Regions from separate parts of the Mus musculus genome. Here all the other regions are linked to region 1. Evidence: chromatin contacts called from public Hi-C and promoter capture Hi-C data. All regions are on one chromosome and are shown on one strand. The core of a region is the stretch at or near the end of the contact, and the rest is flanking DNA. Distances in the headings are between cores, read along the strand shown. Region 1 holds the start of Anapc13 (anaphase promoting complex subunit 13). Region 2 holds the start of Nmnat3 (nicotinamide nucleotide adenylyltransferase 3). Region 3 holds the start of Cep70 (centrosomal protein 70). Region 4 holds the start of Copb2 (coatomer protein complex, subunit beta 2 (beta prime)). Region 5 holds the start of Dbr1 (debranching RNA lariats 1). Region 6 holds the start of Pik3cb (phosphatidylinositol-4,5-bisphosphate 3-kinase catalytic subunit beta).

What was found. Promoter capture Hi-C pulls out the DNA fragments that hold promoters and counts their contacts. A called contact is a pair of places that touch in the nucleus more often than the background predicts.
Region 2: a Hi-C map of CD8 T cells shows a contact between it and region 1, with 5 times the contacts expected there. The contact joins the promoter of Nmnat3 here to the promoter of Anapc13 in region 1. A contact is called at or near these places in 1 of 39 promoter capture datasets (erythroid cells) and 2 of 484 Hi-C or Micro-C datasets (CD4 T cells and CD8 T cells).
Region 3: a promoter capture Hi-C map of pre-B cells shows a contact between it and region 1, with 5 times the contacts expected there. The contact joins the promoter of Cep70 here to the promoter of Anapc13 in region 1. A contact is called at or near these places in 1 of 39 promoter capture datasets (pre-B cells) and 2 of 484 Hi-C or Micro-C datasets (CD4 T cells and regulatory T cells).
Region 4: a promoter capture Hi-C map of pre-B cells shows a contact between it and region 1, with 2.2 times the contacts expected there. The contact joins the promoter of Copb2 here to the promoter of Anapc13 in region 1. A contact is called at or near these places in 1 of 39 promoter capture datasets (pre-B cells) and 1 of 484 Hi-C or Micro-C datasets (CD4 T cells).
Region 5: a Hi-C map of CD8 T cells shows a contact between it and region 1, with 4 times the contacts expected there. The contact joins the promoter of Dbr1 here to the promoter of Anapc13 in region 1. A contact is called at or near these places in 2 of 39 promoter capture datasets (erythroid cells and pre-B cells) and 4 of 484 Hi-C or Micro-C datasets (CD4 T cells, CD8 T cells and regulatory T cells).
Region 6: a contact with region 1 is called in a Hi-C map of CD8 T cells, with 6 times the contacts expected there. The contact joins the promoter of Pik3cb here to the promoter of Anapc13 in region 1. A contact is called at or near these places in 2 of 39 promoter capture datasets (erythroid cells and pre-B cells) and 3 of 484 Hi-C or Micro-C datasets (CD4 T cells, CD8 T cells and embryonic stem cells).

What each region holds. Positions count from the first base shown.
Region 1 is chr9:102,624,372-102,627,788 of GRCm38.p6, forward strand. Anapc13 (anaphase promoting complex subunit 13) reads left to right here and starts at 1,925. Exons shown (of 3, transcript NM_181394.3): 1 at 1,925-1,975. Cep63 (centrosomal protein 63) reads right to left here and starts at 1,753. Exons shown (of 17, transcript NM_001081122.1): 1 at 1,533-1,753. The coding sequence starts at 1,610.
Region 2 is chr9:98,294,388-98,298,016 of GRCm38.p6, forward strand. It overlaps Nmnat3 (nicotinamide nucleotide adenylyltransferase 3), which reads left to right and starts at 2,183. Exons shown (of 5, transcript NM_144533.3): 1 at 2,183-2,593. Gm46126 (a long non-coding RNA gene) reads right to left here. Exons shown (of 2, transcript XR_001779264.2): 2 at 2,810-2,992.
Region 3 is chr9:99,241,746-99,244,965 of GRCm38.p6, forward strand. Cep70 (centrosomal protein 70) reads left to right here and starts at 1,596. Exons shown (of 18, transcript NM_023873.4): 1 at 1,596-1,745.
Region 4 is chr9:98,562,239-98,565,857 of GRCm38.p6, forward strand. Copb2 (coatomer protein complex, subunit beta 2 (beta prime)) reads left to right here and starts at 1,493. Exons shown (of 22, transcript NM_015827.2): 1 at 1,493-1,585. The coding sequence starts at 1,583. 4930579K19Rik (RIKEN cDNA 4930579K19 gene) reads right to left here and starts at 1,373. Exons shown (of 1, transcript NR_029444.1): 1 at 222-1,373.
Region 5 is chr9:99,574,390-99,577,862 of GRCm38.p6, forward strand. Dbr1 (debranching RNA lariats 1) reads left to right here and starts at 1,410. Exons shown (of 8, transcript NM_031403.3): 1 at 1,410-1,736; 2 at 2,187-2,311. The coding sequence starts at 1,540.
Region 6 is chr9:99,138,266-99,141,528 of GRCm38.p6, forward strand. It overlaps Pik3cb (phosphatidylinositol-4,5-bisphosphate 3-kinase catalytic subunit beta), which reads right to left and starts at 1,946. Exons shown (of 24, transcript NM_029094.3): 1 at 1,726-1,946. It also overlaps the pseudogene Gm2773.

The DNA of each region.
Region 1 (3,417 bases), core at 675-3,174:
TAACATTTGAAATGTAAATAAAGAAAATATCATATATACACATATAATACATGTATATAATATATATGTATATATATGAAAGAAAGAAATTGAGGGTTTTGATTATTGATTAGAGGGTTTTGAAGGCCTAGCAACCGAATGCAGCTGACAGTTCTCTGTAGGACTTTGGTCTACAAGTCTACAACTTTGGTATTACAAGCACATATGGAATAGCTGAAGAACCTGAACTCACCGGACACTGACACTGTGTGCTTTTTATAAATTTGTACTGATGTAAAAATAGTACTGTGGTTTTTGTAAAACTTAAAAAAGCAACTCTAGCCTTTGGCATGGGGAGCACCTTAAGCTATGACAGTGTGGACTAATGCTGTCACCATCAGCCACCACACAGTACAGGAAAGCCTAAGTAACCGGTCCCTACCGCTCCACGGGAGGAAGCAGCAGCAGCATGATTAACAATATCTCCATTGTTTCTGAAACTTCAGCATATACACATTTTAAAGGGACATGTGTCTGTGGTTTAAGTCTCTAACCCTCTTTAGTTTCGCAGCCTCCTTTACTATACTGACCACTGAGGACGACACAGTAAAAGACAGAGAGCACGGGACAAAAATTAACCTAAAAATGGCGCTGCATTCCAAATAAGATAATTCGTTTCATCATATCGTTAAGCTGCAGCCTTTAAGAATAAGTGTAAAAGCCGGGCGTGGTGGCGCACGCCTTTAATCCCAGCACTCGGGAGGCAGAGGCAGGCGGATTTCTGAGTTCGAGGACAGCCTGGTCTACAGAGTGAGTTCCAGAACAGCCAGGGCTACACAGAGAAACCCTGTCTCGAAAAACAAAACAAAAAAAAAAAGTGTAAAAAGCTAAAGATAACTATAGCCATTGATCTCTGACTTACATACAAAATATAAAATACAAATATTCGAGTTGTACAAAGAGCTATAATAAAGTAATACATTTTTGAAACTCTAAATTGGCCTCAAGAAAGCCAGGCGAGGTGGCGCGGATCCTTAATTAGGAGACATAGGTAGGCCCATCTCTGAGTTTGAGGCCAGCCTGGTCTACACTGCAAGTTCCAGATCATAGCTACAAAGGAGAGCCAGCGCTAGTTGGGGAGAATGGGGAGCACTTTTGGCAACAAGTCTACAGTCTGTAAATGAAAACTAGGTCTGACATCAGAATGCACTAACTCCACGATTTTGTAAAGGACAAAAGCCCATTCACTGTCAAGTGTCTCCGCGTGAAAGCGCTGTTGTGGAATTCCCCTTTCCAAACTTTCACTCCACCAATCTTGTTTCCTATGCTTGACTTGAAAGCGTGAAGCCATCTGCAATTCCCCTGCCATCAGGGGTTCCCGCCACATTTCCGCACCTCTCATACTAACATCACCAAGGAACCCTGCGGGCTTCCCGCTGGGCGGCTAACGCTAAGGCCTGGTCCTACACCGGCGGCAGCAGCAGCAGCCGGGTCCCTTCCCGGGAGCCATGCAGCCCACAGCCCGCAGCCCGCCCTCCCGCAGGCCGAAGCACCTGGCCGGCCAGCCCAGAGTCCCATAGGGAGGAGGAGGAACCCAGGGGCGCGACGACCGGGCAGCCGCAACCCGGCATTGGAAAGCCCCGCGGCAGGTGGGCCGCAACGAGCTGCGGCCGCGGGCCATGAGGCCTGGAGCCTAGCGGCACCACCGTGGCCAGGGCCGAGACCGCACCACAGTTAGCCGCAGCTCGCCCGTCTTTGGGGCATGCGGTCGGTTACAGAGCGCGCCCCCGGCAGAGCGCGCCTCCGGCGGAGCGCGCCCCCGGGCCTGCCCGCCGTTCCTCCGGCCGGGGATGCGCGCAAGTCACAACAAATCGCTGTCCGTCCCGCCCCCTGCCGCAGCGCTTGGACTCACCCACATCCGGGGCTTGAGAGCGCCGCGAGTCACGTGACCCAGAAGAAGGGCGGGGCCGGGAGGAAGCCGACGCGCGCGCAGTGGGTAAGGGTTTTTCGCGCCCGCGGCCCGGGTTTCCGAGGGTGGCCAAGCGTTCGCCCTCGAACTCCGGCGTCTACCGCTTCCAGAGGCGCGGGCCGGTACTTTCAACCGAGCTTCAGAGCCACTTCTTTACTGCACGCTGTGCGGAGTGGAACGGAGCCCCCATGGCGACGCTCGACCTCCCCCCTTGCACTTCCGCATGTAGTATCCTCCCACCCCTCGAACCGGAAGTCGCTGCAGCGGGTGACTGTAGTGTCCCAGGATGGTGGCCTCCGAGGGCCATTTTAGTGTAGGCGCCGTGCTCGTAGCTTAGAAATACATTTACAAAGCTGTGTGCATGAAAGGTGTGTATGTCTCATAGGACGTACGCATCTAATGTCTAGAAAGAGATATCCGGGCAATGTGACAAGCTTTCCTCCTGTTGTCACGTATTGTGCCCAGAGATCTAGGGGACTGGTGAAGGAATGGACCCTTGGGACTGCACTCAGCCTGGGGTCTAAAGGAAACAATCTGAGAGCTGAGAGTTTGATATTATCTGGTATCCGGAGCGGGGGAACTTTCTGTTTACGTAAAGGGTGAGCACCCGAGCACCTGACCCAGGAAAATAGATGTGTTTGGAAGGACGGCCAAGCATAAGTGATGAGGGACGGGGGTGGGTGAAAAGCGTGCTAGTTTCTAAGCATGTAGAAGAGAGTCATGTTACAAAGTATTGAGGCGAACTTGTGGAAAGACTGGGTATCCTTACATTACCGCTGGAGACAGTAGTACCCTGCCAGTCAGTCACAAAGCTGACCTGACTTGTTTCATAGATCATTTGAGGCAAGCAGCAAAGCATTCAAGGACAGAGCCTGCTGAAAAGCTGGAGAGAAAGTCAGAGCACTTTAGAAAAAGGTGCAATCCATAGGGACTGGGAAAGTCAGCACCAGAAGGTGTGAAATGCAGCCCAAGGCTCAGCTACAAAAACAAAAGGCTTGTCAAACCCTGAGGGGTGATTAGAAGTGGCCCTTCAGCTGGCTTTGCGTTATCCACTAGCTAGGGTCTGGTTATGTCTGAGGAAAACTGCTAAGTTATCACCTGGTTTTAACGTGGCAGAGGGAGCTTCAGTGTGTGTGTGTGTGTATACGCGTACACGAAAGTTGTGGTGGTGGGGGAGATTTCTGCGTACAGGTGGAGTTGTAGATGAGTGTAGAGGCCAGAGGTCAACATCAGTGTCTTCCTTTATTACTTTGAATCTTAAACCTGGAGCTTTCTGATTCAGTTAAACTGCCTGGCCTGGCAGCTTCCCAGAGAACACAAGTGTGCCATCGTGCCAGGCTTTTTCTGCGGGTGCCAGGAATCTGAATTCAGGTCTTTTTGCTTGCACAGCAAGCACTTCACTCCACTGAACCTCCTCCCAGGCCCCAGGTTGTTTAATTTTTTAAAGTAAAAAGCCCTTTCCCTCCTAC
Region 2 (3,629 bases), core at 933-3,432, 4.3 Mb before region 1:
CTGATCTCATGTTGGTAATGGTAATTTCATGCCTAGAAATCATTTCAGAACTGTTCAAAAAACACAGGCTAATTTGTCAGCTCATTTTTATTCCCTGGGGACTCGCCTCCTGCAGATTTCCCTTGGGCGGGATAATCCCAAGCCATGTTCATGCTTGGCATACTGCTTTGTAGACTATTCCTTCAAGATTATGCTGATTCTCATCACGTGTTACAGGGGAGTGCTGGCTTAACAATGCCTCCTCACTGTGCACTTGCCCTGCCCTCTAAACTATTCTACTTACCTGCAATCTTATACCTTATAAACTTCCACTCAACTGCACGTACCATAGTCTACTTAGGAGAGACTCAAGCACATATTCTCCATCAAATCCTTTCTGTGATGGTATCTCTAGATGTCTTCCTTTAGTGAACAGGGTCATAGAGAAATTAAATGTACCCAGAGGCTCCCATTCTACTTATGATGGAGTAGCCAGCTGTGACGGGGATCCTGTTATTCCCCTTCAGAATAAAAGCAGCTAGGCTTCGGTCCAGCCTGGGTTTCTCAGGCCTGCCTCTCCCCGCTATGTTAGCTAAAGCCTGGCTGTTATATAAGGTTTGTGCTGCCTTCCCAAAGCACACAGTGCTTCTCACCCAGTCTTCTCTTCAGCCAGGCCTCAGTCTTCCATGATGCAGGGTGGAAATCTTCCTCTGAAGGAGAAGTCATTGTTCAGGCTCTCTCTGGCTGGCTGTGTCTAGTCTCTGCCTCCACAGCCCCGGGTCCTGACTCAGAAAGACTTGGCCTTTGGTTAATTTATGAAAGTAAACCAACCTGTAGGAGTGTGTACACTACATATGCTCACAGATGCCTCCAAATTTTGTGACACACCACCTACGCTGCTGGCATCAGTAAGAAACTATCCAAAGGACACTGTACACTTAGCTACTATCGTGCTGCTTGAACCTCCTCCAAAGCCATCGAGGTAGAGGGTTGTTTCTACTGATTACAGGGAAGGAAACTGAAACCTGAGTAGGTAAAGCTGCTTGCTTGGGGTCACTTTATGGAGGTGCATTGTACCCTAAGTTTCCCAGAAGAAACGCAAAGGGCACAGGGTCTACTGCCTGAGTGGGGAGGTATCTTTTCCCTGGTTTCTTAGTGGGGCTACCTGTGTGCCCACATACTGATTAATGGCAAAGGTGTGGCCCTTCCTAAGAGCCTGGGAATATCATGGGAGACTGGGGATAGAAACTGGGTCCAGAGCTAGCTCTCCACCCAGGAGTTGATTTATCACTGTGGCTAGGAGGAGGGGGGAGCTTAAATGTTTAGCATTCACAAGCCTTGACATCACCCTTGATTTTTCCCCCCACCCTGCAACTCACTCCATTAGGATTGACAGGCCACGGTGAAGCTTCTTGTGAGGGCTGGGCAGTTATAGAGGGTTATGGGAGGCTGAGAAACTACTCTGCATTAGCGAGGCAAATTAAGGTTCTAAATTACACAAAGACCTCCGGGAGTAGGTCCTGAATCTCCAAGGATTCGGTTGCAATTTCTTAGTATGAATGAATATACTTGCCAGAAAGTCCTAATTGTATTTTCTTTCTAAAATAGCCCCCATTTTCCCCTCCCCCAAACTGTGCCAGCTTCAGAACCCCATCCCCCCACAACCTTTATCCTCACCAAGGCAGAGCTGGAGAATAGAGGTGTAAATGTGTCAGAAGAGGGAAGCAGGGGCCCAGGAAGAGTAAATCCTCATCTAACATGGCAGAAAGTCAATAGATAAATCAAGAAATCGCTATGTAAGCTCTTTTTCTTTCTTTCTTTCTTTTTTTTTTTTTTTTTTTTTTTTTTTGCGACAAAAAGTGACCATCCAAGGAAGGGACTGATGAAAAAGGGCTCTAGGTAGAGCAGAACAGGAGGGGCTTGTTTCTTTCATTGTAAGTAGCTATTTTATACTTTAAGAACTGTTCATACATTGCTTGATATGGTTTTAATTCAGGCTTTTAAAAACCAGAGTGAAAGTTAGATGAAAGAAACAAACAGAATACAAAACTAAAAAAAAAAGTAAAAAATGAAAACACAGAGCAGAAAGGCCACAGATGACAATCTACTGAGGACCTGAAGAGCGGGGGCGGGGCACGGGGCGTGGTCTTAGGTCGCTGAGGGGGCGGGGCAAAGCTCCGCTCTGTCTCCCGGGAGTTCCGCCCACAGCAGGAAGCTGGGAGCGCAAGGTCAAGTTCACTCGCGGCTCCGCCCCCAGCCTGGGTCAAGACTAGTTAGTCTTAGGGCGATCTGCGGGGTGACCCATCCTGGTCGAGCAGCAGATCCGCGGTCCCTGTTGACTCTGAGCGGAGCCCCGCGACGCGCAGGTAAGCACAGCCAGCGACCTTGGCTGCCTGCTTCGCCCGCGTGGGTGTCCACGAAGCCTTGAGTCCCCGCGTACCTACCAGGCCCACGTGACTCTCGGGGGCGGCGACTCGGGCGCGCGCGCGCACGACAGAGTCAGATGGCTGTGGAGCGCAGAACCACGCTAGCCCCACGGTCACTTTTCTGACCGATTGGCTCGAGCTGACACGGGTTCGGATCCCCCCTGCAGCACGTTTACAGTCAGTTAAAAGTAAGTGTGTGACAATTACAGCGTATTGTTCAGTGTTCTCTTTCTATTGGCCTAAGTGGGGTTCCAGCGATTGTCACGTGTAGCGTGCTGCCCCGCAGAGCACAGACTAGCGAGGAGACCTCCAGCAAAGGCAAACCACACACATTAAAGTATGACAGTTCAAATTAGTAGGAGCTGTGGAGATAATTTTTAAGATAAGTAAATAAAAGCGCAGGGTGCTGGAGAAGTTTTATTACGTTTCCCGTCAGCAAAACCTGCTGGAGCTAAAGCTACCCCGTGAATGACGGAATTCCAGACATAAAGTAAGGCTTGGGAAGGAGGTTCCCTTGGGATCGTCCTGCAGAGAGCTGGTGCCTGCGAGTTCCTGTCCTAGTTAGTCGACGTCAACAAGTGAGTCATCTGGAAAGAGAGAACTTGGAGTTTTTAAATGCCACCATTAGACTAACCTGACCAAAAGGGTGTGGGGGCATTTTCTTGATTACTGATGTATGTAGGAGGGCTCAGCCCACAGTGGGGGATTCCACCACACCCTTTCCCACGTCCCCCACCCCAGTGGTGGTCCTTAGTTGTAATAGGCTGAGCAAGCCTTGGAGAACAAGCCAGGAAGCAGTGGTCCTCCATGGCCTCAGCTTCAGCCCCTGCCTGGATTTCTATCATTAATGGGACTGTGACGTTGGGAGAGCAAGGCAAATAAAGGCTTCCTACCCGAGTTGCTTTTGATCAGGGCATTTGCCTCGGCAGTTTCTTAAGCCACTGTTCTAAGATGGGACTGCTTGTACTACCAGGAAATGGGTTTGTGGGAAGCAGCTGCCAGAGCTGTTCAGACAGCAGCGGGCACAGCAGGGGTGAAGGTATCTCTGCTCCTCAAGACTGAACTTGAGGTGTCTGTCTCAGAGTAAGCTTCCCCCCCCCCCCCCCCCGCCTTAGTACATTCCCCTCTGACAGATGAGTAAACTCTCACAATACAGCCTGTTCTCTAAGTTGAGGACTGGTTTAACCATTTTTTGGAAACACTTGGCTCATGCCTTTCCCTTGA
Region 3 (3,220 bases), core at 346-2,845, 3.4 Mb before region 1:
CGTCTCCCTCCTCTAGGGTTTGTGTTGTGTGACCTAATCAATTGCTTTATTGTTTAAGGCAGTTTGAATTAGTTGAGTTTTTTGTTTGTTTGTTTGATTTTTATTACTCACATCAAAAGTAATTCTAACCCACGGATGTTTGGCCTATGGGTTGGCTCAGAAGATTGGGAAAGTCACCCTATTGTTCTGGAAAAGGTAAGCAGTTAGATTGTCTTAGGAAGCTGAAAATGAAAATCTGTCAGCTCCGTAGTGTGAATATCCAGATATAGAAAGGGAAGGAAGGGGCCATGAGGGGGAATAGAGGGATTGGGATGTGTTTGCAGAGAACACACACAGTTTAGACTCACTGTGTGCCTAAACGTGGGCTTGAGAGCAGTACTCTCTTAAGAGATGTGCCCTTGGACCACCCAGAGAGAGTCACTTTAGTTGATGTATTAGGGTCACTAAGACCCTGATGGGACTTGCATTTCCCAAGTCCTTCTGGAAATGCCTGTTGTCAATACCGCCACCGTGTGGCTGTAAGTTGCAAGGACAACGATGGTAGATTCCTGAAAACTCGAGGTCATCCTTTAGACTGCGAACATGATTTTTTTTCCCTTACATATTTTGGATTTCTTAACCCACTTTTGGTTTTTGAAAAGAGTGGAGAAGGACCTTCGTTTTATTTTTTTCCTTGAGCCAAGGCCTCCTGTAGCTTCCGGTGGTCTTGACTTTTGCTATAAAGCCAGGGATGACCTTGAACTCCTGATCTGCCTGTACCTCCTAAATTCTGGAATTACAGGCACGTGTCAGCTCGCCTGTCTTAGGCCGTGTTGAAGAATCAAACCCAAGGGCTTCCCGGACGCTGAATTCTACCAACTGATCTACATCTCCAGTCCCTCTTCCCCACCAGGTTTAGAATCAGTCTTAATTATTTCTCAGCGGACAGTTGGTTCTCCCTCCTGGCTATACATTAGAATCACTTCGGGGAACCATATAAACTCTGGACGTGTGGGCCCCACTTTAGAGATCTTGACTTAATTAACCTGGAGGCCCATAGATCGTTTTCAAGGCTTTTCAGCTTATCTAAAGTTGAAGCAAGAGTTGTGCCTCATGTCCTTATGTAATCTTTTATCTCTGTAGCCACAAACCCTTTATTAACCAGTCTTATCAGTGTCTAACAGGAGCCCAAACTGCCTATCTAGACTGAGCTTCGTCAGGCAGGCATCTCAGTTCTTCGTAGACCTTTGAAAATATTCAAGGAGAAGGTGAAATGTTATCAAGAAATGCTTATTGGGGTTGCCCCGTGCAGACAGTTCCTGAAAAAGGCTCGCAGTCAGGGCGTGAGGGGGAGCTGTAGGGAGCGCAGGCATCCAGTGATAATAAGGCAGCCCCGGCCTCACTTTCACTTGCAACCGCAAATGTGTGTATTTCTAGCTTCTCGGGGATCAAAGAAACACCATGGTGACTGAGCGACTATCAGGCGGAGCGTCCAGGAAGTGTCAAAGCGCCTGCTACAAAGTAGCCGCAGCAAGTCCGGGTCCGGTGGGAGTGGAGGCGGGAAGAAGCCCCGCCCCGTGGGCGGAGCTAACGATAGAGCGCGGCGTGGACCCGCCTTCCCGGCGCGCCAGGTGGTGTTGTCCCGCCCCGCTGGGAGGCCATCGACTGCGTCAGTTCGATTGGTCAGCCTGGCTGCGCTAACGGTCGCGTAGGCGGGGCTTAGGCCGCGGGGGCGAGCGCGGTGGAAGCCACGGGCTGTGACCGAGGTGAGTGGCGCTTGGGGTCGCCGAGGACTTTACGTGGGCCCCCTTCAGGTGCACGCCCAAAGGTGGCTTCTCCGGAATCCGGAGCGTCCCACTCACCAGCCAGGGCCCTCAGAATGGAGTCGCCCCGGCTCCTACGCGCTAGCTAGGAAATGCGCGTGCAGGTGTGGGCGTGGACCTCCCTGCGGGGAGCCCGCCCGTCGCTTTGTGTCCCTCGCTCCTCACTCAACCTCTTCTCCCAGCCGAGTGTTGAAGGTGTGCGACCTGGTAGAGGAAGCAGGAACTGAGCTTAGACTCCTACATGGAATCGGCTGGGTTCCGGGCTAGCTCCAGTTCTCTTTGCGGCGCTGTCAGGTGATAGCGATTTGGAGCCAAGTGGGAGATCGCGGAGTAAAGGGTAGGCGAGTACCCCTCCTGTCAGACTCATTACAAATTTAAGGACTCCGCCTTTATGTGGGTCCACGTTGATTAATGTGAAAAACACAGCAAAGCCTAATCAAGGTTCCCACTATTATCAACTAATCAATAATTGTTCACGCCACGGTGCAGACGTAGAGAAAGAGGACAACCTTGGGCGTCGGTCATTGCCTCTACCTTGTTTGAGACAAGGTCTTTTGTTTTTCTGCATACTGTAGGGGATGGAGGGGAGAGCTGCAGAGTCCGATCTCCCTACAGGAGGCCCGGGGTTACAGAATTCTCGCCTCCTGTGGATTCTGAGGATTGCTTCTCAAGCTTTCTTGGGACAAGTGCCTTTACCCACTGAGCTGTCTCTCTAGCCTGCCACTTTATTTTGTAATCATATCAGCGCTGCAGGCATTGGTTTCAATCTTGTGCATTGCATGGATTTTTGTAAATAGTAAATAGCTAGTAAATGGTAAACCGTGAAGAGCAAGTTGCAATGTTGTTGGAATTGAATTGTTGATTCACGTTAAGGCAAGGTTTCATGCAGGCCGTCTGAGGACGACATTGAATTCCTGATCCTCCAACCTCTGAAATGCTGGGGTTACAGCTAAACACCACCACACCCAGCTATTATATTTATGGGGGTTTTGTTTTTTTTTTTTTTTTGTTTTTGTTTTTTGTTTTTTGAGGCAAGATTTCTTTATGTAGCCTTGGCTGTCCTGGAACTAGCTCTCTAGACCCAGCTCACCTAGAACTCACAGAGATCCTCCTGCCTCTGCCTCCTGAGTGCACACCACCATTGCCTGGCTATAAAATTTTAGTATGTGTTGTATTTTAACAGATCCTCAGATACCTACAGGGCAATTAATGAACTGTTGTGAAACATGGATGGACTGTGTCAAAATATACACTTTTCCCCCCATGATGGCTGTCACTTGTACTCACACTCCCAGGGCTGAGAGGGATGGGTTGCCTAGGCTAGTTCTAGGTCAGCCAAGGTTCTGTTTCAAACATCTCCAGTTTCATCTTTTTCTCATTTTGTTTTTCTCTTATCTTCTTTTTCTCTTATTTTCCTT
Region 4 (3,619 bases), core at 243-2,742, 4.1 Mb before region 1:
CAGAAACTGGTATTGAACTCGCAGATCTTCAAGGTTTGTGGTTACATGGGTACGCTATGGCCTGGCTAAGAGCTGATCATAGTCACTATTGCAGAACTTGATGTTGCTGACCTGCAGCAGCAAAAGATGGAGACACAAAATGAGCACGGCAGGTGGGGGCTTAACTCTCCAGCAGGTAAACTACAGGTGTTATATAGATTTAAGTATTATCAACAGGTTCTGTGGAATGGAGATGTTATTTTATTTTATATTTATTGATACTGTGTCAAATTAAAAATGCAAAGAGAATTAAGGAATCAAAAATAATAGAAGCCCAGCTATTCTCCACACTAGATATAGTTCACATTTTAAAAAGTTTCAACTAATTCTTGCAATTGGTTGCGCTACAGTATGCGATTATGTGATTATTCATGTCAATTATGTAAAAATCTCATTACTGAGAGAAAATTTGTTTTTACTGACAGAATAGTAAAAATGGATCTTTGAAAACTATCTGACTTTTTGTATATGAAAAACTGAGGCCTATAAATCTCCCAAGAGCCAGGCACTACCTAATGAAAACTCACCCTTACTTCTCTCAGGCTATACAATTCCTTTCTGGAAACCTAGGCTTTTCTCCAACTAGAGGTTTATAAGGAGCTAAGGGCAACTTCCATTTGTTTCATAGCATTATCTTTTTAAAAGGTGTGTGAAATCGATACACAATGTATTTGCACTTTTCCTGGCAATCATTTTTTTGAAATTCAACTAATTTATTAAAGAGCTATTTTGGCATAGCAGATAGAGCACTGGGCTTCCAGGGCGTATTCTCCCCTGAGCCCAGATCTTAACAACACTACTTACTATGCCATCTTGGCCAGTAAACCTGAGTTCTTTGAGTCTTACATTTCCAATCAATAAAACGGAGACGACTCCTACGTGATGTGGCAGTACCACCAACTGAAGGTACATAGCCAAACAAACGACCCGGTGGATGCTCTTTGAAGGGTAATCACCCGACTGCCTCCGGGAGCCTCCAGAACCAAGATCTCAGGGCTCCTCGGAGCCTCAAAGGCGGGAGCCGCGCCCACATCTTTTCCGCCTCGGTCGGTTTCACCCAAGACCCAGACACCGCTCTGGGCCCCGTTCCGGAGCCCGCTGGAGTACACAGTTTTAGAGCTTTCTTTTCTCTGCCAGAGGCTCACGCTGTTCGGATAGCGCTTCCGGGCCCCTCCACTGCTGCCGACGTTCAGCAGGAATCCAGCACTGCGCTCCATCTTCTTGCCTTTCTGAAACTGACCGAAGGTGAGCAGCCCAGACCGCCGCTAGTCACCGCCCAACTCTGGCCACAGCAATACACTCCATCAGCCAGCTCAGCAGCGGGAGACGCGGAAGTCCGCGTTACCTAGGAAACTGGGGCGGGACCATGCACGGACCGCCTTACGGAGGGTGTGCGCAGGCGCAGAGCCTGGCTCCGAGTACCGCGAGAGTCGCTTCCCGGAAGTTCCACGTCAGTGGGTTGGCCGGTCCACGGGTCGGTGGGTTCCTGAGTGTGTCGCCTTGAGCCTGTGACGGGCAGGGGCTCGCTCGGACAGTCGGAGCCATGGTAAGTCGGGCCTCAGGGGACAGAGAGTGGAGCCCACCGGCTGCGGCGGGTTCCCGGGGCTTCTTGGCTAGGAGCAGTAGCTAGAAGCGGTCTGCGCTGCTACTGCTGCGGCCTGACGGGGTCCTCCTGTCCCGTTGGCGTCCTGGGAGGAAGAAGGCCAGACCGGGAGGCTGCCGTGGTGACACAGTAGTGTAACTGGGTACCCGCGAAGGAGCGGCGCCCCCGACTCTCAGGGCGGTCAGGGCGCCTGTCAGTGCCCTTGCAGTCTGCACCGGGTCCGGTAGTGCAAGTAAATGCTAGAGTCAGGACTCGGATGCCAAAGGCAACTTTGACCAAGTCACTTTATTCTGTCATTGAGGGTGGTGCTTGCTAACCCACCTTCCAGGTTGCGTGAGGTGTTTGGTAGTGTGCAGGCACCACATTGCAAACTTAAGCAGAGGAAAACCAGAACTAAACAAAGTTAAATGTATATGGAGCCAGAGGTGAAATTTCAAATGCTATGGCAGCCCAGCTCGTCGTTTTCTAGTTGATGTTGATTGGGCCTTCTGTGCACACAGAGGATGACCTTTTTGGGGAAGGCCCTGAGATCTGCCTAACTTAGTTTTGAGACATATTTTTAATAGTCAATTAAAAATTGACTTTCCTTCTTCAATGTTTGTGAGTTCCATACCCACACATTGAACCAGCTTTCGGTGGAAGACATTTGAGGAAAACTGTTGTGTGAACATGTGCTGTCATAGTATACAACGACTCTTTACAACTTTGACCCCTGTATCGGTGTTCTAACTAATCTAGAGATGACCAGGAGTGATGGGTAAATTATAAGCACTTAAATAACTGAACGTGAGCGTTTTGATTTGGTGGAGGATACTGGAACCATGTGCAGAGATACTAAAAGATGGCTGTATTTTAAGTCTCGAGTAAAAAGTACAAAACATGACTTTATTTATTTGCTCACTCACCATAGGAGCATTTCACTGTCCTGCATTTTGCTAAACATTTACCAGCTGATTGTCACCGCAGCCTGTGGATAATTATGAGTAATGTTTATGGTGGTTACTATAAGCCGTGCTCTGCTCTAACTGAACTCTGATTTTAATTCTCAGAATGCTAAGAGAGATATTATTATTATCCCTGTTATACAAGTCAAACCTTGGGTGTTAATTAAACTTACTACCATGTGTCTGACATGAGCGCTGCAGCTGAGGCTTCTAGCAAGACTGTGGACCTCATCTATACTACCTGTTCCTCCCGTATTCCCAAATACATATGGTGTGGAGAGAAGGAGCTGGATAAGCACTGAGCCTGCCCTTCAGAAATAAACCACTCCACAAGCAAGAAGAGCTGTGTACGTGGATGGGGAAGAATCCTCTGGCTAGGCTAATCAGAAAGGGCATAATGGTGGCAGTGGCATTTAAACTAAGTCTGGAGTTGAGGATGCAGTGTGAGTAGTTTAATCGTCTAAGACCTGGTATGATATCTTTAAAACACTCATGACTGGGATGGTAAGTATGACTCCAGGAGCGCTTGCCTGCAGTAATGCACATTTTAAAATGGGTGTCTTTACTTTGGGGTATGTGCAGCTATATACTAGGTAGTTCAGAGATCCCTAGCCATTTTGAAAAATCAATTTGAAAACCTTGTTAGGATTATCCTAACAATCCTATTTTACACACACATACACACACCACACACTTACACATACTTACTTGGATGTGGGGGCTTATGTTATGTTGAAGATCCCACTATGGCTCCTGGCATAACATACTTCCTGCTTGTTGTTGACTCAAAGATGAGAGGGAGAAGTTAAATTTTGTGACAGTAATTAGTGGGGCAAACATTTAGAAATCATCGAAAAGGTTTGCTCCCCTGAGATTAGCTTGTGATTTAAAGATGGTGGCTTGAGTATGTTAGAGATGGGCAGGGCTGCATGACAGTGGAGGTGTTCTCACGAGAACTGACTAGTTAGAGCACGGGCCTAAAGCTGGTTTTGGAAGTGAAGAGCAAACAATGAAGAACAGTTAGAAGTACATG
Region 5 (3,473 bases), core at 160-2,659, 3.1 Mb before region 1:
TTTATAGACCATGCTGACCACACTGGCCAGGGATCTGCTTGCTTATTTCTGGAATACAAGGATTAAAGGCAGAGCCACCATCCCCTCCCTCCCCCTGCCACGCCCCCAGCCTAGATTGTATTTAACTGATTAAATTTTTCAGTTGTTTAAATGTATACTTCTCTGTTGAGAGGCCAAATCTTGTAAGTTCAGACTCCATTTTAGAGAACCTGGCCAAAGTTTGAACTCAGACAAACTAACCAACATAACACTAGTTTCCAAGTTACCCCTCAACAAGACCAGCGTCCCCAGGTTATTACCCCAACATATCTGCACCCCCAGGTTACGAGGCCACCCCCTGCCTAACGACCACTAATGCAGAGGGAAGCAGAAATTAAGTTTATGATATGACTCCCAGCACCAGCCAATTGTGTTAAAGGCCATGGTAGCTCTCGAATTAGATGCTTAACTACCACCACTACCACATCCCACCCTCTGCTTGTAGCTTTCTATAAAGTCTTGTCCCCACTGACATTCGGGGTACACCAAAAACTGTGCTGTGTGTTGGTGGCGAGCCACAGCGAGCTGGGATAGAATAAAGACCGTGCTATGAGTTACATCAGATGGGCTCCTGCCTGGTTTTGGGGGATCGCTAACACTTTCGTGGCGCTACAACTGTATGCCCTTGATTAGATTTCCTTTACTGGCTTTCTTCTTTGCCATTCATTCTTCCTTGATTAGTCGCCACCTTTTCTCTCCAGAAGTTTTCGAGATATTTAACCTTTCATTCATCTTGCGTTACAGTTAGGCAAACAATTTGGTAGGAAAATACCCATTCCCCTTAGTCAAAAATAATTTTAGAAATTCCCCCCGGGAGGGTTGGTGTATAGTTTTAAAATAATCAGTAAGCTTCAACGTTGCATTTAAATTTTAATGTCATCATTAAAACCTCTTTTTACTTTCTAATTCATTTTTAAGGCAATCATCGTTGCCAGGGAGAGATTTGCTCTAGGGAATTAATTGCTCAATCGCTCCTGCTCACTTGCTTACCTTGATTTTTTTTTTTTGGTTTTTCGAGACAGAGTTTCTCTGTAGCCTTGGCTGTCCTGGAACTCACTTTGTAGACCAGGAAGGCCTCGAACTCAGAAATCCGCCTGCCTCTGCCTCCCAAGTGCTGGGATTAAAGGCGTGCGCCACCACGCCCGGCTGCTTACCTTGATTTTACTAAATTCAATCCCTATTCTTGGAGATTTTATTTCTTTTTCTAGTTTTAAACAATGTAACCCACTAGATTGCTAGCACGCAAGGGATCACGAAGACAGACAGGGTCTCCATTAAACAAGTTCAAAGTTTCCCCCCTCCGGCTTGACCGGGCCCTTCCCGTTCCCTCTCTCGCGAGACTTGGAAGCCGGAAGTTACATAAAGGACTCGAAACTCAGCCGCGGCTCGGTTGGTGTTGGCGGGAGCCGGGTGGGCCGGCTGCCTGGTGTTCTTTGCTGTGCGACCCGGGCTGCAGGTGCTCCGGGGTGTTGCTGTTGAGTTCCGCGGCCCAACGTCACGATGAGGGTGGCCGTGGCCGGCTGCTGCCACGGCGAGCTGGACAAGATCTACGAGACTCTGGCGCTGGCGGAGCGGCGCGGCTCGGGACCCGTGGATCTCCTTCTGTGCTGCGGCGACTTCCAGGCGGTGCGCAACGAGGCCGACCTGCGCTGCATGGCCGTGCCGCCCAAGTACCGTCACATGCAGACCTTCTACAGGTGAGGGGCGCGCGGCCGGTCCTCGCGTGGGGTTCCAGGTCCTGCTGCCGCAGATCGCGATGTCTGTTGGACCCGGAGCTTAGGAAATGGCCCTGGCCTCCTCCTCTCTGTACACACCTGGCTCTTCTTCCCAGGGACCCGGGGTGACACCAGCAGGTTTAGATACTTTGGATTTGCTAGAACACGATGGTTAGTTGATTTAATGATCTGGTTTTCCCGTGACCTGCTGTGTGCTAGTCTGGGTTCTAGAAGCCCAGACTTGCACTTCACAAAGTTCTTGATCTCAATGAATGTGTGCTCGACACTCAAGATTTAATTTATTCTTAAGGGCAGGGATGGGAAGATAGTGGGGACCGTTTGATCGTTTTTGAGCTCGGCCTTTTCCTTCTGACCTCTTGCTTTTTTGTGTTTAGTTTGGTTCCTGACAGCTTTATTACCGTTATGTTGTAGATATTACTCTGGAGAGAAAAAGGCCCCGGTTCTCACCATCTTCATTGGAGGAAACCATGAAGCCTCAAACCATTTGCAAGAGTTACCCTATGGTGGCTGGGTAGCGCCGAATATTTATTATTTAGGTATGTGTTTATGTGCACTTTTTTTGGTCTTGTCAGAATCTGTACCAGCTGGGCAGCTTCTAGAAGACATGTGGTGAATGCCATTAACTTAAATAATCATGAGAATTGAGTTAAAATAGTTATTAAATGGCCAGTCATGAACATACATCCATTTTCTTCTAGAGGTTTAAATAATAGCTAATATGATGACAAGTTTTTTTTTTTGTAGTCTCTTTGCTTTTTTCTTATTGCATTAAACTTTATAATGGAAAATGCTAAACATACATAAAAATACCGAGTAGTTTAATAAATTTCTTTACTTGTTAACCTCAACTCCTATTACTTTGTTCTACTCCCATATTTAAATATCCAGTATTGTTTAAACTTTTCCTGAGGGAGATGGCTGGGATGCCTTAAAGCAAATCCTAACCACTGGGTTATTTCATTTGTGGATTTTTAAGTACATGACTCCCCCTACCCCAAGATGTATTTATTTATCTACCGTGTATACAGTGTTCTGAGTGCATATGTGCCTACAGAGCACCAGATCCCATTATAGATGGTTAGAAGCCACCATGTGGTGCTGGGAATTGAACTCGGGACCTGTGGAAAAGCATCCAGTGCTCTGAGCCATCTCTCCAGCCCCTAAGTACATGACTTTCGAGTGATAGATTTTTTTTAGACACACGTAGTTCTGGTGCCATTTTATACCTAACTATAGTGAGTTAGTCCTTCTCTCGTGCCTTGTCCATACGCATTTCTCTGCATGTCTCAGTTACCGGATCTACAAATGACTTGCTCAGGTAGGATCCAAATATTTGGTGTTCAGGGCTCTGCCTCTTAGACTCTTTATCCTTCCTTCCCTTGTTTCTGTTTTCTGTTTCCTCTATGGTTTGTGTGTTGTAGGCAGTGAGGTTGATTGCCCTGTAGCATTTCCTGGGCTCTGGATTTAGCTGACTGGATTTACTATGATATCACTTGAAGTGTTCCTTTTGTTTTTCATCTTTTAAAGTTTGCAGGTCTTTTATCTCTTTATATAAGTGATTGTTTCTAGAATAATGTTCAAGTTTTTCTAGTGATGAAATCTTAACTTTGGGAATTTTGTTTCTCTGTCATTACTGATTTGCCATCTTTCAACAATCTCAGTATTATGAAGAGATGAATTTGGGCTGGGCATGTTTTT
Region 6 (3,263 bases), core at 696-3,195, 3.5 Mb before region 1:
TTGTGGTCAGGCCAATGATCTTTAGCACAAGAAAAGCAACCTGATTTTTCCACTTTGTAAAAACACCCTGAAGGTGGAATGTCCTAGTCAGTGTGTGAATCACGAGGGTAAACTAAAGATGCTTCTTAAATCCTTTTGGCTTTAGTGACTACAATTTCAATTTTACCATTTCAGATTTTTGGTCTTCCAAAACTTGGGCAATAGCCTAATCCAAGCCACCCTGATCTTTCACACATTATATAGTCTTTCTACACAGTTCTGTCTTCTGCTTTCTTTTTTAAAAATCTGTGTGTGTGTGTGTTGTGTGTTCCTCAGATGCCACACATCTTATTTTTTTAGGTAGAGTCTCTCATTGGCCTAGGGTGCCATGATTCTGCTAAGCTAGCAGGTCTACCAGCAAACTCCTGGAATCTACTTGTGTGCCCCTCCCCAGCAATGGGACTACAAGTGGATGCCACCCTAACTTTTAACATCTATTCTGGATATGCCGAGTTCTGTAATCCAAAGACAAGGGAGAAAGAGGCATGAATCAAAGCCAGCCTAGTCTATAGAGTGAGTTCCAGACCACTGAGGACTAACACCGCAAAGTTCTGTCTCAAAAGATCCATAACACCGCAAGGTTCTGTCTCAAAAGATCCAAAACAAAATAAAACAAAACAAAACAAAAAAACTTACAAAGCAGTACCAAGACCCGCAAGTGATAATGAACTCCTGGAAACTCAGACTCCTTGGAGATTTCATTACGACTGGTATTCCCAAACATCCATTCAGCACTTCAGAATAAATACTCATCTAATTTAATTATGATGACTTCACCAGACAGTAAGTAACACTGCCCACAACGATGTTTACAAAAGCACTTGTCACTCCCTTCGGATGTAGCAATGCAGGAAAAAAGGAGTATGTTTCCATACTCTTCCTGTGTTTATACTCTGTAACAAGTGACAATTTAAGTGTCACTTCAGATGGGTTAAATACCAAAGTAAGTCAGGTAACATGTCCCACCACCATCTTCCACGTTGTGTAAACTCTGATTCTGATAGGATTCTTAGCACTAATTCACTCCGTACCCAAGACAGGTTTCCAAGTCAGCCTTTCCAAGAGAGAAACTACAGAATTCTAGGAAGAGACTACAGAATCCTACTCTGGCCGCTGTAAGATAACAGGCTCCTTCGTTAAGCAACTCGAGTTGAGCTTATTGCAACACTAGAGCGGTTCGGAAATAAATTTGCCCCCAATACCAACCTCTAGGAAGGAACAAGCCAGAGCCAGCAAGGATGCTGCAGTGAGCGACTCCCAAAAGCTCCCGTCCACCGAGCACTTACAGCGAGGTTAGCACGGCCTCCCGCAATCCCGGGAGGTGAGTATTCACAGTTCCCGCTTCACGTCTCCTCGGGGTATTTCAGCCAAGGCCGCGCGGGACGGGTTAGCCGCAGCACCGGGACTCTGACCGGTCTGAAACCGGAGAGCCCGGAATCGTGCGGTGAACGCTGCGCCGAAACACCTGAGGGTCCGCAGCCGCCGGGCGTCCGCACCGACACCGGCTGGGCCGTGCCGCGCCCGCTCTCTCTGTGGTCGCCCACCGGGCGCCCTCCGCTGCTCGGTGTCCGCCGCCCGAGGCCTGGGCGCCGCGTACCTCGGAGCCCGCGCTCCCGCGGCCGAGCCCGGCAGGAAGCGCCCGCCCGAGCCGCCAGCGCCGCAGCCCGCGCCGCCTCCCGCGCTCACCTGCCCCGCGCGCCGCCACCGGCTCCCGATCCCGCAGCGCCGTCAGCAGCTCCCGCAGCCGTGCCCGCCTGGCTCCGACACCCGCATGCCCCGCTCCCAGTCTCTTGCTGCCTTCGGGGCTCAGCGCGACACCCGCCCACCGCCCACGACCATGGCCGGCTCCGTCGCAGCCGCTGCACCGCCCGACGGAGCACGCGCGCGCCACCGCCGTGCCCGCGCCTGCGCGAGCGCGCGCGCGAGCCTCCCGGGCTCTCCTCCCCGCTGCCCGGCCCCGCCCACCCTCTAGGGCCAATCCCCCGACGCCCGCCTCCAGGCAGCCCCGCCCACTCACCGCGCAAGCCCCGCCCCTCGAGGGGAGGCAGCACCAGCCTCGCCCTGTGCGGCTGTCGGTGCCGCGTTCCTACTGCGCTGCCGGCGCGCTGGGGTTGGCTCGCAGAGCACTGCGGTGTCTGCAGCCCCCAGCTCGCCGCCTTCGGGAAAACCTGCACCTCCCGGTTCCGCTTCTCCGCAGACTCCCCTTTGTTCCCACGGCCCAGCTGGCCTTCCATTCCCTGCGATGTGAACGATCATTTAGATGTAAAGAGTCCAGCCTTTGAAACACTTCTGTGTTCGTCTCTGCACCACCGCAGCTGACGTTTGGCTGCCAAACCTTACACTTCGCCCAGCGCTTTTTTTTTTTTTTCTCGCCTCTGTCTCCCTGCTGTCGGGAAATTTCATGGCTCTTTAGTGAGACGCTTGAATTTCACTTACTGTCAGCCAAACCTTGGGCGCGGCGGATAGAGCTCAGCGGTAGGGCACTCACATAGCCTAAGAGGTCCTGCGTGGGATACTTGTAGTCTTTTTGTTTACATATAGTAAACCTACTGTAACCTAACGCCACTCTAACAATTCAAGCAAATACTTAAGTAGTCTAGGATAGAATCTACAAGTAGAAGGAAAATGAGACAAGGTGTCAAAACAATAGTTTGATTCTGCGGATGTAACTAAGTGATTTAAAAAAAAAAAAAAATCAAGCGTGGTGGCTAATGCCTATAAAGCTCTGCATTCAGGACCAGAAGGCAGGTGCATTGCCAGGCCAGCTAGGTTACTTCCTGAGTTGCAGACTAGGCAAAGCTGCATAGCAGGGACCCTGTCTCAAAAAAAAAACAAAAACAAAAACAAAAAACAGAGGTTAACCTATTTCACCATGCTTGTACAAGTTTGGGGTTTCTACAAGTAATTTTATGTGGAGCTTTTGAGGCTTCAGCCCATTGCCAGTGGGACATTAAATGCTTAACCCAACTGTGAAGCCCAGGTCTTTTCAGATGTCTAATGAATAGAATTCCCCTTAATATTTAGCGAGCTCACAGCCAGAAATGTCAGTAAAGGACCTTCACACGTTGATCCTCGACCCTTGTACCAAGCTTCTTCCTTCCCCTCCACCACAAGGTCAGTCTCATGTCCACCACAGAAGCAAAAGTATCTTGCACTAGACTAGCAATGGCTTTCTGACCAAGCAGAAAGGGTTGGTGACACAAGCCAGGCTGGCAGATCTGTGA